Regions from separate parts of the Callithrix jacchus genome. Here region 1 is linked to region 2. Evidence: chromatin contacts called from public Hi-C data. All regions are on one chromosome and are shown on one strand. The core of a region is the stretch at or near the end of the contact, and the rest is flanking DNA. Distances in the headings are between cores, read along the strand shown.

Evidence for each region. A called contact is a pair of places that touch in the nucleus more often than the background predicts.
Region 1: a contact with region 2 is called in a Hi-C map of induced pluripotent stem cells, with 5 times the contacts expected there. The contact joins two enhancer-like sites. A contact is called at or near these places in 3 of 3 Hi-C or Micro-C datasets (induced pluripotent stem cells and skeletal muscle).

What each region holds. Positions count from the first base shown.
Region 1 is chr17:62,579,543-62,582,304 of calJac240_pri, forward strand. The region is part of intron 2 of THRB (thyroid hormone receptor beta); the gene reads right to left. Among named protein-coding and RNA genes, the nearest start is that of THRB, 270 kb to the right of the region's middle. Within about 2 kb of position 1,334, at least 3 of the 16 cell types and tissues checked have an H3K27ac peak or open chromatin away from gene starts, as enhancers often do.
Region 2 is chr17:62,342,629-62,345,328 of calJac240_pri, forward strand. No RefSeq gene overlaps it. Among named protein-coding and RNA genes, the nearest start is that of NR1D2, 49 kb to the left of the region's middle. Within about 2 kb of position 1,288, at least 3 of the 16 cell types and tissues checked have an H3K27ac peak or open chromatin away from gene starts, as enhancers often do.

The sequences.
Region 1 (2,762 bases), core at 84-2,583, 240 kb after region 2:
ATCCTTCCTTGGATGGTGGCAGTCATGGCCAGTGCCGTTTATCCAAAGCACATTGCCAATTAAAACTCATTAGCTATGTGCTAGAGAAAAATATCCAAAAACGAGTACCTGCTATTGCACCAAAAAACCAAGCGCACCTTTCTTGTGGACTTCTAGGTTGAACCTTCTTCACCTGACCCTTGTATTTACTTTCTTAGAGCAGGGTTCTCAAAGTGTGGTCCGCAGATCAGCAGAATCAGATCACTTGGGAACAAGATAGTAATGCAGATGCTCCACCTCTACTCCAGCCCTAATGAGTTATAAACTCTGAGGGTGGGGTCCAGGGCCCTGCGTTTCTGATGCATGCTCGAGTTTGAAAACTACTGCTTTATAGTATTGGTACACCCCTCTGTCCATCGACACAAATTAGAAAGTCTTCAAAAGGTAGGCACCACCCTCCTTCTTTCCCCCACCAAGTTAGCACAGTGATCAGTGCATAGTAGGAACTCAAGAAACATTAGTTATGTATTGAAGCTAGGGCAGCTGTACTGCCTGCTCACCAGAGTGAATAAACACTCCCTTGGCATGCCACCTCTGAGAGGTTGCCAACGCTGGGTCTAAATTATCTCCCATTTCTTATGGGTTGTATTTTCCATATTTACAAATCAGCTTTCCCTAAATCCTCTCCAAGATTTTTACATTCTTTTCAGCTCAGGAAGCCAAAAACAAGACGGCATGTTTTAGCCAATGTCTGTTTCCTGCTGGGGGGAAGGGCATTTCTGCATGATTCTTAAATTCCATACTCCCAGCATGGTGATTATTTTCCGAACAATAGAACCAGATTGCTGATTCATGTTCGGCTCACGGCTCCAAGCATCTTTTTTTTCCCCCTGCTGTACTTGTGCCGATGCAACACAATAATGTTCTATTCATCCCTCTGAATTAGAAATGCCAGCAGCTCAGATATGCAACTAAAGAATCCCCCCTCCCCTCTGGTTTATTTAAAGCCTTCCCACAAATAACACATTTTGAAATATTAGACGGTGCTCACTTTGAGCCATTTGGCTTGGGCAAGGACAGTTAAACCTTATCTTTTTCTCAGCTGCTCCCTGCACAATGCCTGGCACACTGTCACTATCATTCTTAAACACTGTTTGTTGAGTGAATCACATACCCTCTTTTTGAGATTCAAGCCTTATCCTTTTCTTCTGCCGTGATGTATTACAATAAGCACTTTCTTAGATACAGAGAGAAAGCCCTGTTCTCACAGTCAGAAGCTCGTTTCTGGTTCCAGCCAAAGAATGACACTGACCTCCAGGTCTGAGGATCCTGGTGGGCTCCAGCCAGCCCCATCCAAGTTTGCACACTGTCTGCAGCACCAGTCCTGCCACCATCATACCAGCGAGACCTCTGGCTGCCTCTCAGCCCAGCCTTGCCAATGAGCAAGTGGGGTCAGCTGTGGAGTTTTGTTTCCTAGCTGCAAAGTCAAACCAGGGGGACTACTTAGTGCTTTGAAAGCTCTCAGGGTCAATCTGGGTTGCACATCAAAATCACCTGCGCATCTTTGAAGACGATCCCAGTGCCCAGGTGCACTCCAGGCTAATTAGTGTTGTAGCTCAGGCTTCAGTTTGTAAAGCGGTCTGGGTGATTCTGATACGCAGCCAAGGTTGAGAGCCACTGAAGTAGCCTCTCTACTTTAAGTATGCTTAGAGGCCCTAACGTAGCCTCCAAAGAAGTATCCAGGGGTCTCCTGCATCTGCTCTTGCCCCTTCTCATCTCTGTTTAAAATGGCATTTCAACAGTTAGAATATGATTCCACTCCTGTCACCCTCTGCTCAAATTCCCACTGTGGCTCCCACAAGGATCCGCCCCATCTTCCTCTCTGTCTCCTCTACCCATTTCAGCTTCACCAACTCCTTCCTAGTCCTCCAACGTGTCATATGTGTCCCCTTCAGAAGGCCTTTTGTGTCAGGATTTTTCCTTGCCTGAAATGCTCATGTCTGCAACACCAGCTTGGGTCCCTCCCTCACCTCCATTAAGGGTTGAACAGCTTACCTCCTCGGGGACGCCTGTTTGAACATCCCAGTGCTGTCACCTGTCTCTTCCTGGGCACGGGGCTTCCCAATACCACTTATCCTCCTCTCCTGTTTCTCTTGGCCATAGTACTTGGCATCCTTTAACATGCTATGCATTTTACTTCTGTGCTTTGCTGCTGCTGTTGGCCATTTGTCTCCCTCTGCTAGGAAGTCAGCTCTATGGGGACAGGGATCTTTCGTTCTGTTCATTGATGACCCCAAGTGCTAACACAGTGTGTAGTTCTTAGCAGACCCTTAGTAAATACTTGTTAAATGCAGCCCACCCTTGTTCGGGGTGCTAGGGAGAGGTGCTGAATGGAGGAAGGGAGGCTCAGTGACACAAAAGGAAAGACATTTTCTCAAAAATTACAGATTTTGAGGAAACACTTATCATTAAATTCTAATTATGAGGAGTTGCCAGGCAATGTCTGGGTTAAAAAAAAAAAGCGCATTATAGAGACAGGAAGTGGATGAGTGGTCAGCTAGGGCTGGGTGGTGAGGGTGGGGGACTGGTTTAAGGATGGGAGTGACTGCTCATGGATACAAGGGCTCCTTTTGGGATGGATGAAGGTATCCTAAAATGAGATTGCAGTGATGGTGGTATGTTTACCAACAGTTAGAATATAATCCCACTCCTGTCACCCTCTGCTCAAAATCCCACTGTGGCTCCCACAGTGATCTGCCGCATCTTCCTCTCTGTCTCCTCTC
Region 2 (2,700 bases), core at 38-2,537:
TAGAGGCAGTTTTCACCATGTTGGCCAGGATGGTCTTGATCTCTTGACCTCGTGATCCGCCTGCCTTGGCCTCCCAAAGTGCTGGGATTACAGGCATGAGCCACTGTGCCTGGCGAGGTTATGATCTTAAAAAAATTTATTTTGTGTGCAAAGTACACTGCTCCAGACTTAATATGGTCCCAGGCCTTTTACAAGCAAGTCTGATGGACACTGATTGGATGAGGTCCTGTGGTAGGAATCTACCTCACATTGCTGTAGATTTCTGAATTGCTTAATCCTCCTTGCTGCTTTTGTGCAGTGTGCGTGTAGAGCGGGAGAATTCTCCTGTGGCCACCAAAGAGGCTTGACATCTCAAAACCCTCAGAAACTTGTTTCTTCTTTTGTATCTAAGAGCTTTTCAGAAGAAAAAGAAGAAAAGAAAAGAAATAGCCTTGCTTCATTCAAATGTAGTAAAAGATTCTAGGTGTTTGTATTTTTAAGCACTCAAAGTGAGACTGTAATAAGCAGATAATTGTCATTGAGAGGTATCACACTTTATTTGCTAGGGATTTTCTATTGTTGCTTTTCCACTTAATAGATAGTGGAATTACAAGTTGCTATGGAAACCTAGCCATTGCCAGTGCTGCCTGGGCCTTAAAGACACAGAAATCACATTTTGTTTTATTCCATAGAGCTGACATTGTTATAAAACAGAGCAGAGCAAAGTGAATGCTGAATTAGACCAGACATCCTGCTCGCCCCTGTTTCCTCTTCCCTCCCCTCTGTGGTTTCTGTGTTTACCAGGCCCCTGAATTAGTCCAGTGTTAGAAATTGTATAATTTGGTTTCTGGAGTCCTTTCAAGAAAACAACTGCCTATCTGTCTCCTATACAGTTTTGTGACTTTTGTTGGTAACATGCTCTGGGAGTTAAGAAACTCTGGGGCTGATTGGCATATACGTAGTTCATCAACTCCCGTTCAAATCCAAGGTTTGACAAATGATAAACTTCTGTCTTTTCTGTGACCACATTTCTTTCATTCGGGTGGGATATCAAAAGAAGGCCCCAAAGTAACAGAAGACTGATTCTCGAGACATTTCCAACGGAGGGGAAGCCAGAAGGCCCTGGCAGATCTGGGATCCATCCTAGGCTATGCCAAGAAAACGAATTAGCAGCCAAACTTGAGGAAACACCGGAAATTCTGGCCACTGCCCTAAATGGGTTTTCTCACTCCTCTGAGCTTTGCCCACAGCCACTGAATGCATTACGTTACAAAGCTAATTATATAAGGTTTAAGAGCCAAGGGAGGGCTGATTCATTTGATAAGCTAATTTCAGAGCCTAACTTGAGCCTGGATGTATGCGTTGCTTAACAACAGGAATACTTTCTGAAAAATGTGTCATTTGGCAATTTCGTCCTGGCAGCATCATAGAGTGCACTTACCCAAACCTAGAGGAGATAGCCTACTACACATCTATGCTGTGTGGTATAGTCTATTGCTCCTAGGCTACAAACCTGCATAGCATGTACTAAATACAGTAGGCAGTTCTGACACGGTGGTATTTATTGCCTAAACATAACTAAATATAGAAAAGGTACAGTAAAAATATGGCATAATCCAAAGGGACCACTGTCATATATGTGGCTTTTCTTTTTTTTTGGAGATGAAGTTTCGCTCTTGTTGCCCAGCCTGGAATACAATGGCGTGATCTTGGCTCACTGCACCCTCCGTCTCGTGGGTTCAAAAGGTTCTCCCGTCTCAGCCTCCCGAGTAGCTAGAATTACAGGCTTCCACCACCACACCCAGCTAATTTTTTTGTATTTTTAGTAGAGACAGGGTTTCACCATGTCAGCCAAGCTGGTCTTGAACTCCTGACCTCAAGTGATCCACTTGCCTCAGCCTCCCAGAGTGTTGGGATTACAGGCGTGAACCACAGTGCCTGGCCATATATGGTTTTGTATTGATTGAAATGCCATTATGAGGTGCATGGCTGTACTTCTTGGAGGCATGAGAAGTTAAAGAATAAAACGAACTGTACCCTTTGCTATAGACATTGCGACTACCCTAAGTTTCCTGTCTATGAAAGTTTAGGTTTTACTGGGATATTGCTATTTACAGTCTCACTTAATTTTGCAGACTTTAGACCACTGTTGAGTGCTGACTTTTATGGCTGTTTTATGGGAGCAACAACTTTCTTTTTTTGGAGTAAGAAATGTTTATTTTCTTTGGAAGGTTAGATCAACTAATGAAACACTGTTACCCACCCTGGCATCGGGGTGATTTTGCTTTTACCCTGTGACTTCTTTGAGAACTCAGGGCAATTGTAGAGCTTCTCAGGAACCATGTTTATAAAATGGCTGGGCACAGTGACTCACACTTGTAATTTCAGCACTTAGGGAGGCCGAGGCAGGAGGATCACTAGGAGTTCAAGACCAACCTGGGTAATAGCAAGACCCCCTACCCTCACCCCTACAGAAAATTAAAGAAATTACAGAGAAGTGAAGAGATTAGTGGGGCAAGGTGGTGTGTACCTGTAGTCCTAGCTACTCTGGAAGCTGAGGTGGGAGGATTGTTTGAATCCAGGAGTTCAAGGCTACAGTGACCTATGATCACATTACTGCACTCCAGCCTGGGCAACAGAGGAAATCCTGTTTTTAAATTTTTTTTGTTTTATGACATGACAATAACGATAACAGGAATTCAGCCTAGGAAGGGACCTTAG